Regions from separate parts of the Mus musculus genome. Here region 1 is linked to region 2. Evidence: chromatin contacts called from public HiChIP or PLAC-seq data. All regions are on one chromosome and are shown on one strand. The core of a region is the stretch at or near the end of the contact, and the rest is flanking DNA. Distances in the headings are between cores, read along the strand shown. Region 1 overlaps Cacna1a (calcium channel, voltage-dependent, P/Q type, alpha 1A subunit). Region 2 overlaps Cacna1a (calcium channel, voltage-dependent, P/Q type, alpha 1A subunit).

Region 1 (4,726 bases), core at 187-2,686, 42 kb after region 2:
AGAGAGAGAGAGACAGAGAGAGAGAGAGAGAGAAAGAAAAAGAAAGAAAGAAAGAAAGAAAGAAAGAAAGAAAGAAAGAAAGAAAGAAAGAAAGAAAGAAAGAAAAGAAATCACCTTCTAAAATGTGATTGGTGATGGGTACGATGAGGTGAAGTGGGGTGTGGCTCCACACAGCCATGCAGGGTCCCTCGGATGGAGGCTGCACCTCCTCCAAAATGTGGCTTGAAGCTTGGGACTAAGAACTGCATTCATCAGGCAGGAGGGGAGAAGAGAGAACTTAGTGGTGGTTGTGGGCAGGGGCAGGCTCCTGTGGGTCCAGCTGTACCACAGACGTGGGGTTCCTTTCCATCCCCCTGCAGCAGGGAGTGCCAGGCTGCCACTGTGTCTTCGCTTGAGCCCTTTGTGTGCACGGGCTCCACCTCTGCCACTTCAACCAGCAGAAGTGAAAAATGTCACAAGGGAAAAGCCCAGCTCCAGCCCAGCAAGATGGCTCAGTGGGTTAAGGTGCTTGCTGCTAAACCTAATGACCTGAGTTCACTTCTGGGATATAAATGGTAGGAAGAGAGAATCAACTCCTGCAAGGTGTCCTGATGTGTGTATGTGCACATGCACATGCGCATACACACACACACACACACACACACACACACACACACACACACACACACACACACACTTAATGCATGTCTTGAGTATGTGGTCGTCTGAGACTCAGCTCTCAGTAGGGTATGTCTTTCTACCTTCCCAGGGACAGGGTGAAGCAGGACCTATTGGACTGTTGTCCCTCTGCACTGGCTGTTGACGGGTACCATGTGTGTCCACCCCCAACCCCCATTCCTGTTTACTTTTTACCTTAAAACAGAATTTTACTAAGTCATCCGAGGTTGGCCTTGAACTTTGCTCAGTCAGCCTTTGAATTTGTGATCCTCCTGCCTCCAATTCTCAAGTAGGAGTAGCTCAGACTATAGGCCTGTACCACCAGTCCCAGCTTGGGTACCGTGTCATGAAGCCCCACCCCCACCCCCACCCCCGAGATCAGCACTTCCGGAATATTCTTCCCACCTAGTGGTGGTCACTTCCTGTTGCTCGCTACAGAACAGGGCTATCACACAGAAATCTAAAGAGACTAATGGGCTTTGGGGATGGTATGGAGTAGGGAGATGAGAGTTGACATCTGCTTCTTAGGGGTGCCTTAATAAAGAGCCTGCCATCCTTGAAGTGGGCAAGACCCAAAGTGCCAAAGCTCCTCGGAAAAGCTGGGCAGACATGAGAATCGCTGTGCTCAGCACAGGGCTGGCTAACAGACCTTGAGGGAGGGGCTAGGAAACTATTTTTTGCTAACCCAAGAACTAAAGCAGCTCTCGCTGACGACGCTTCTCAGGCAGAGCCGCACACCTCTCTCCCTTCTCTTCCCCATTTTCTGATCTGTACTTTGCTGACTCATGCCTTAGAGCTGGAAGGAGGGGGAGCCAGACTGGCTCATTGACCTTTTTTCCCCCTCTCTTTAGTGACTCAGCTGTGATTCACATTTTAATTAATGTGTGGTGGGGGTGGGGCCTGCAGGGACCAGGGACAGTCTATCCAGTTGCACCTTACCCCGGTTCGGGTACAAGAATCAGACCTGAAAGAAGTGGGTGGCCCGAATGTACTATGAATCCCTCCTGATTCTGGGCCCCCACTGGGACGCCAAGATCCAGGGCAAGTGAATCTCTACGCAGAGCTGCAGTTTGGAAAGTTAGTCTGAGGTCAGGATGGAACCAGGCCGGAGCTCTCCTGGGACAGCTAAGGATCATGGGAATGTGCTGTCATTTCCTGGGCTGCTTTTTGGCTAGCAGCTGGGGTCCTCATCTGGCCTCCTTCCTCTGGGCTGGAAACTTGTCAGAGCCAATCACAGGCAGCTTTACTCAGAAAAAGAGAATGATAACAGCCAATCACAGTCAGCTTTGCTCAGAGAATGAGAAAAGTCCCATTTGGCCGCTCCCTGGGTCTGATCAGCACTTTTCCTGAACAATCAAGTGTAAGCCTCACTCCTTATACCAGGAGGAATACTTTTTATATCCTTCTCCATCCTCCTGAGAAGGAAACTGAGGCTGGGTTTCCAGTGGGGACAATTGAGAAAAAATAGGGACGGAAGGAGCTGGGGATGGCTCAGTTGATAAAGTGCTTGCTGGGTAAACATAAAGACCTGCGTTCCATCCTGTTCGTGTGCAAGTGACCGTGTGTGTGTGTGTGTGTGTGTGTGTGCACACGCGCGCGTGTGCGCTTCTGGCTCTCTCTGTCTGCCAACACACACAGGTCTTGGAGGTCAAAGGATAGCTTGGGTCCTCAGGCCTGGCACCTTTTCCCACAGAGCCCATCTTTTTTACTGGATGGGTAATGTTCCACTGTACACAGGAAACACAGTTCCATGAGGTGTATTCTAGATTTGCTGCAGTTTTCTTCATACTGAGGTAGGACCCAGGCTCTTTTGTCCTTTTGGCTCTGCGCCCTCAGCCCACAGCGCCATCTCCCTGTCCCTCTGTAGTCATCTACAAGCAAGAGGAAAAGCGTCCAAAAGCACTGAGAAGTGTTTCTGTCCTGGACAGAAAGCAGTCCACAGCATATCCCACCCCAAACTGCCAGCACTTCCAGCTCAGCATCCAGGAGACGGGGAAAGACCCAGCCTCTGCCAGGCCCTCCCTGGGGCACCCACTTCACACCCTAACCTCTGGTCAGGGGCAGCTGGATTCTCTTGTTCCCCACAGAAAATGAGGCAGTCTGAAGCAAAGCTCAGTTTACTGAGGAAAAGGTTTTTAAATGTTTACATTTATTTATTGTGCACATGTATATACACGTGTGTGTGTGTGTGTGTGTGTGTGTGTGTGCATCCATTTATACTTGTGTGTGGAGGTCAGAGGACATATTGTGGGAGCTGGTTCTCCCTTTCTACTGTATGGGGCCCTGGGGATTGAGCTCAGGACACCAGGCTGGGCAGTGGGGACAGTCACCTGCTGAGCCGTCATGCCAGCCTCAGCATTGTCTTGGTACAGACATCCATGCACACTTATGAAAGAAAGGACAGTTGTACACCTGGGAGTATTTTGGTGGCCTTTGAAGTTACATTGCTAAAAGGCTTTGAAATATCTTAGTGTTCTGTTTGCATCTAAGGAACTTATCTAGAGTGAGGTGGTTTATGAGGGGCCCTGGCTAAGACCACTTGCTGAGGTAAGATTGTACATCAAAGGGTATCCAAGGACTCTGTCTTAGTCAGGATTCTCCAGAGGAACAGAACTTATAGACTTAGAAAATGGAGAGAGAGGGGGGAGGAGGGATTTATTAAAATGGCTTACACAATGTGGTTCAGCTAATCAGCAATGGCTAGCTATGAACTGAAGGTTCGAGAACCCAGTAGTTGTTCATTCCACTAGGCTGGATGTCTCAGCCAGTCGTCCGTATACACTGGAACACTGAAGAAGTAGAATCTAATGCCAGAGAAGTGATGGACTTACTAGCAAGGCGAGAGAATGCAGGCAAAGAGCAGGTTTCCGTCTTCTATGCCCTGTGTATAGGCTGCCAGCAGAAGATGTGGCCCAGATTAGAGGTGACTCTTCCTACCTCACATGACCTGGATTATATGTGTGTCTTCCCACGTGAAAGATCTGAATTAGAAGTGGGTCTTCCCACTTCAAATGATTCAGTGAAGAGAAAAAAAATTCTCACAGGGGCGTCCAACACTTTGGGGTTTTAGTTCATCCCAGATATAGTCAAGTTGACAACCAAGAATAGCCATGGCAGACTCCCTTCTGCCCACAGGTCAAAGAACATGTTTTTCCTTGACTGGGACAGGGCTCTCAAAAGTATATATATATATATATATATATATTTTTTTTTTTTGAATTCTATGAGTGCATGTGTTTAGAAATGTGTGTGAGTGCAGGTGCCTGTGGAGGCCAGAAGAGAGCGTCAGATCCTCAGGGGCAGGAGTTACAGGTGATCGTGAGCTGATCTGTGGGTGCTGGGAACCCAGCACAGGTCCTCAGCCGAGCTATGAGCACTGTTAGCTGCTAAGCCATCTTTCCAAACCCTGAACATGTTGTTTAATCCTCTAGTGAGATGCGAAAAGAGTTACGGTAACTCAGATGTACTTTAACTGAGCAGGGGCTCCTGTTACTCTGATATCCTTACTTGAAATGACTCTTGAAAAGGAGAAACTGGGGATAGGTCCCTTGGGAAATGCGTGTGAGGGCCTGGGTTCAATCCCCAGCATCACTTAAAGAACCTGGAATTTCAGAGAGCATCTCTACCCCCGCGCTGGGAAAGCTTGCCGGCTAGCTAGTCTCGCCCGTCAGTGGGTGCCAGTGTGAGTGAAGGTCTCGAGCTTGGCCTCAGGCTCCTTTCTCCTCTGAGCCACCCTGCCTGCCTCAGTGCATCATTAACTCCCAGGGACCGCAAGCAGGTTCTGGAGTGAGAGGCCCCTCCCTGTCTCAGGCCATGTCACCTCCTTATATTCCCTATCAGATCATTTTAAAGAAACATAATTTTCTACCTCCTCCTCCTCTGTGTTTGGTGCCTTCTGCCTAAAAATCTGCTCTTGGCTGAATAGCTGTACCCTTAGGGAACTGCGGAGCCAGCCCTGATTCCCAGTGCTGTAAGCCCTGGAGGACTTTGGCAGATAGCAACAAGAAACAGACAAGGCTATCGAGGTCTCTGGAGGGAAATCAGTCCTCTATCCTGGAGACTCGGGGAA
Region 2 (5,055 bases), core at 562-3,061:
GAGGAGCCCCAGGAATCCACCTATCCCTGTCTTCTCAGCACTGAGATTATAGGTCTGGCTTCTCACATGGGTTCCAGTCATCGAACTCAGGTCCCCATGCTTGTAGAGCAAGTGCTTTAACCAGCGTCATCTCCTCTGGTCCCAGACTGTACACTTAGCATGTCCCCAGTGGATCGGTTTAAAGGGAAGGGGAAGGGGAAGGGGAGGAGCGGGTGCCAAAAGAAGTTGTCTGGCCTCCACTCACATGAACACTCACAGAGGCAAACACACATTTTCTTAAGCCTTCTATGGAGCTGGAGAGGTAGGTCAGTGATTGGCAGCACTTGCTGCTCTTGCTCCAGGTTCAATTCCCAACAACTCCTAGGTCTCCTCCTCCCTCCCTCTGATGAAATACTCGGTGTCTAGCCAAGGCTTTCATAGGGGAGCCGGACAAACCCATGAACAAAGGAGACCAGAGCAAACCCCTGCCTGTGTCATGCCTGTGTCACAGGGGAGACAATGGACAAGAGGATGACAGAAACCATAGCACTGTCTTAAATACAGTGTGTGGGGAAATTAAGCAGAGACAGAATTGAAGGAAGTAACCCTTGAGAGGAACCAAGGGAGGGAGTCCTGTTGGTATCTGCAAAAAGCATCTCGGGAGTATGAACAGCACATGCAGAGGTCCTTAGCTCAGACACGCCTGGGATGCTTGAAAGCTCTGGGGACATCATGGGAAGCAAAGCAAGAGAGAGAGAGAGAGAGAGAGAGAGAGAGAGAGAGAGAGAGAGAGAGAGCACAGTGGTGGCTCCCGGACCACCATGGAGAGGTCCCCAGCTTTTCTTCTAAATGAGATGAGGCCTATTAAGTTCTCGCACACATTATAACCTGCAGTCTTCTGCTTGCCTGCCCCCCATCCCAACAGTACTCCTGCTTCATTAAGGTGTGGGGTTTCTTCTCAGCTCCCTGACCTGAGTGGGGGAATCTAGGACTCTTGAAATCATCGGGACTCTTGAATGTGGAGGTACAAACTGGGAAGAAAATGAGGAGCCCTCCTCCTGAGAAGACTCAGAGCTCCGAGCCCCTGGTTCCACCCACCCTGAAGTGGAGCAGAGGCTTTCTGAACTGTGTCTGCACATAGCCCCAGAAGCTCCAGAGACGACTCCTTCTGACTCAGCAGGTGGATGCAGGGCTCAGACTGCATCCTTAAAGGGCCATGATGCTTTGTGTGACCAGAGCGTGGGGCATGCTAGCACTGACTCTCATGCTTAGGGCCTGCGAAGTGACAATCGGAAGCGCATGCATCTGGGTTTGACAAAAAGAAAATGAAATCGAGTGTCAGGATCTGAGCTGGGGGTGTGGGTCTGTCATTCTGAGAACTCAGGAGGCTGAGGCAGGAGAATTGTAGTTGTAAGGCTTCCCTGAGCTGCAGTGTGACTCAGAGGCCAGCCTGGGTGACTGCGTGAGATCCTGTCTTGAAATAAAAACTAGAAAGAGGGCTGAGGATGTGACTCAGAGGTAGAGCTCTTGCTTAGCATGCATGAGGCACGGGGTTCCATCCCCAGCGCTTTGAAAACTGACAGATAAATGCAGTGAAGTTTCAAAGAAGGAGTGGGAGTCTCGCTGACCCTCTGCCTGCCTGCTAGGAAGGACTGGGGTCTTGCTGACTCTCTGCCTGCCTGCTAGGAAGGACTGGGGTCTCACTGACCCTCTGCCTGCATGCCAGGGCTTCCTTTCAGACCTGGGGAATTCTGGGTTCTGAAGCCTAGGCAATAGGAACCTTGCTGACACAGCAGTACCTAAACGTGGTGCCAGCTGCTGCTAAGGCACTTCCATGGCAGCCATCTGGGGACAGGAAGCCAAGGAATGCCAGCAGGAGATGGTGGCTCTGAGAAGAAGCAGCCACTCAGGCTGGGCGGGCTGGCTGTGTGAGGATGTGAGTCTCATTCAAATCGCCAGCAAGGGCTTGGCCTCCCTTTCTCTGTGTGCAAATATCAGCTCTTGTTTTCCAAGCTGCAGGGTGAGACAGAGGGGAGTCTGCAGCGCTTTGTTCTGGGGCTAGTCACGGGCACTGAGAGGCAAGAAGCCAGTCACTGATGGGCTCTGAGAAGGTTTTGTTATCTTCCTAAATTGCTGTTTGCAGCTGTGCAGTGAAGCTGAAGCAAAACACAGGAAGGGCCTGGCTTTCCCAAGTCACTTCCTCCTACGTTCACTCTCTCTGCCTTCCCACCTGGAAAATGGGTCCAGGCTTAGCTCCTTCCAACCCTCTAAGGGGTAGACTGATAGCACTTCCAGAATACAGTGGCCTGTGATCCCATCATTTGGGAGGCTGAGGCAGGAGGCTCCTGAGTTTGAGGCTACATGTTAAGCCCCCGCCTCAAACAAAACAAAACAAAACAAAAAATCAAGACAAAACAACAACAAAAGTACGATCAAGATCAAAGGGCACTGAGCCAGTTAACTTTTCAAAGGGAAACTTTTCAAAGGCATTCCATACAGTCACAGTGTCTTGCAACTGTGTATCTAGTTCCTACACAGGAAGGCAGTTCTCCCCATGTGGAATGGGAGGGCACACTGCCTCTGGGGACACGCAGTGTTGCCTTTGGTTTTAGAACCACACATGCTACTCCATATCCCACAGTGCCCAGGACAGCACCAACTCAGGCACTGTGTCAGGCTGGGAACCCACTGTCCCTGTACTCAGAGTGCTGTGACTGCATGGCTAACATCACCTGTTCCCTCTTGCCTTCCAGCTCCAAGGTTTCTAGCTCCATTCACAACGCGACGGACTAGGGTTGCCTCTGAGAGACTGAGCCAGAGAACAGGGTGTGATTTTGCTGTGAACTAGTCTGTGTGTCAAGCCCTCATGTAGGAGCAGCATGTGTCCTCCCAAGTGCTGAGGCCCCATGCGGCCCAGCAGACAGTTCCTGGGGTGAAGGAGAGAGACTGAGGAGACAGATACTGTCAGATCACCTCCTGAGATGCCTGCTCTAAAGCCACCACTAGGTTAAAAAGATTTATTCTAGTTATGAGGCTCAGCCTTTTATACTTTTCATCTCTGGCCGGTTGGATTCGTGGATGCTAGCATAAGCATGCCCTCCACACCATCTAGTGTGCTCTGGGTGCTGAGTTCACCATCTACTGCATCTAGTTCACCATCTAGTGTGCTCTGGGTGCTGAGCTCATTTCGCTTACTGGCTTCTCTGTGAGTCCAGAAACTTTGCTGTCTTCTGCCCTTGGCTCTGTCTGCAGTAGTGGGGAATGCGGGGAATGCTGGGGTGTCTCTCAGCCAATGCAGAGCTCCTGCATTTGTAGTCATGGCTCTGCAGGGGTGGAAAGAATGCAAGGAATGAGTGAAGGCTGGGGCTTGGCATGCTGTGGCCACTGTGCTGTGTGCACAAGATTGGGCCTGTAAACACCATGCCATGGAAGAAAGAGGGGTCACAAGGCTTTGTCCTTCTATGAGGACAAAGTGTGGCAAGTGTGGCAACATCTTTCTCCAGGGGTGTTGTCACTGATGAAGTACCTGTGCTTCTGTGGGCAACCTTAAACTCACTGAGGAAGGGAGGGAGGGAGGCAGAAAGGGAGGGAAAAGAAATCAGAAGAAGGACAAGGGGACTGGGTTAGAAAGGGACACAGAGAGGAGGAGACAAGAAAGGGGAAGGGGCTTGAATATGACCCACACGTGTAGCTAGTACATGCTAATAGAAACTTTTTAAAAAAGTCATTGGTGTAGGCCTGCGAGAGGTAGGGGTGTCCTCCAGCCCGAAAGGGAGGTGACTGTGTGTATGAATGGGGTAGAGATGGGAAAGACTGAGGGACAAGGGGGTGGGCTGGAGATGTTGGGCTGAGTTGCTGGGAGAGGACAGAGTGCTGATCACAAAGCCATTGGAGGTCTGCTCCTTAACCCTCACACTCCCTTCGAGTACATGATCCTGGCCACCATCATTGCTAACTGCATCGTCCTGGCCCTGGAGCAGCACCTCCCTGATGATGACAAGACACCCATGTCTGAGCGGCTGGTGAGCAATGAGGTGGAAGGGGTCTGGGTCCCTGGGCTGAGACATGTGTGGGAGAAAGGCTGCTTTGCACCATCATCAGTGACCTGGGAGCATGGAAGCCCTTACTGCCCAACCCCACCCTGGGGACATGGAAGCCCTTACCACCCAACCCCACCTGGAAACCCAGCAGACCTGGTATACACCAGGGCACAGTGACCTTCGCACTGTGAAGACATCATGCTCAATCCAAATTCTGTTTCCTGTTTCATGCAGAGACACAAAATTTTCATGAAAAAGTGATACATAAGTATCAAACAGAGCAGTTAGCCACTGTGAACTTAGTCCTCAAATTCAGTCACTGGGATCCCATTCTGCACACTTCCTTGACCTTAGTTTTCCTCCATTCTCATCTTCCTCAGCAGAAGTATAGGACACATCCACAGTTGACAACCATGTCCTTATATCTGCATAACTAGAAGTGCAGACATCTCGTGTTGCCATAAGAATGTTTTTTATACCCAGCACAAGTACCACCAAATCCTCAGAATCAGTCAGTATCTAGAGATCTATCATTGTCTCAGTTACATAATTTTAGGGTTGTTTTGCTCTACTAATAGTCAAATACAGATTTGGCTTGTTTATTTATTGCCTATTTGTTATTTTTGCTATACTTAGGATGAACCCAGATCCCTACATATGCTAGGCCAGCTCTCTAACACTGAGCCATGGCTTTGCCCTGTACTAGGGGATTCTACACTAGGGCTTTATTCCTGGAGTACACACACCCTCAGCTTCTCACTAGTGGATTCTAGGCCAGGTTCTACTGCTGAGTAGTGCCCTCTTGGCCTTCATAGTCTTCACCAAGGCAACAGCCACATCTCTAACTGTGGGAGATTGGTACTCCTAACCCAGGGAGTAGGTTGTTCTTAGCATTCTTTCATTGTGACACAGTATCTGAGGTAGCTCACCTTGCAGAATGTGTTCCTTTGGAGTTAGTTTCAGAGGTCTCAGCCTTTGGTGACTAGGCCCATTGGAAAGGGGAGATGGGCACACATCTACGGGTGTGCTTCATACT

The links. HiChIP or PLAC-seq counts read pairs in DNA pulled down with a chosen protein or histone mark.
Region 1: an H3K27ac HiChIP or PLAC-seq map of embryonic stem cells shows a contact between it and region 2, with 13 read pairs. The contact joins two enhancer-like sites. A contact is called at or near these places in 8 of 484 Hi-C or Micro-C datasets (the G1E-ER4 cell line, cerebellum, cerebral cortex and 5 more) and 4 of 115 datasets of contacts at active chromatin or transcription factors (bone marrow-derived macrophages, embryonic fibroblasts and embryonic stem cells).

The regions. Positions count from the first base shown.
Region 1 is chr8:84,500,340-84,505,065 of GRCm38.p6, forward strand. All of the region lies in intron 3 of Cacna1a (calcium channel, voltage-dependent, P/Q type, alpha 1A subunit), which reads left to right. Among named protein-coding and RNA genes, the nearest start is that of Gm32854, 86 kb to the right of the region's middle. Within about 2 kb of position 1,437, at least 126 of the 459 cell types and tissues checked have an H3K27ac peak or open chromatin away from gene starts, as enhancers often do. A contact at or near this core is called in bone marrow-derived macrophages, cerebral cortex, embryonic fibroblasts and 1 more, where this site is marked.
Region 2 is chr8:84,457,595-84,462,649 of GRCm38.p6, forward strand. Cacna1a (calcium channel, voltage-dependent, P/Q type, alpha 1A subunit) reads left to right here. Exons shown (of 47, transcript NM_007578.3): 2 at 3,896-4,001. Among named protein-coding and RNA genes, the nearest start is that of Cacna1a, 45 kb to the left of the region's middle. Within about 2 kb of position 1,812, at least 74 of the 459 cell types and tissues checked have an H3K27ac peak or open chromatin away from gene starts, as enhancers often do. A contact at or near this core is called in bone marrow-derived macrophages, cerebral cortex, embryonic fibroblasts and 1 more, where this site is marked.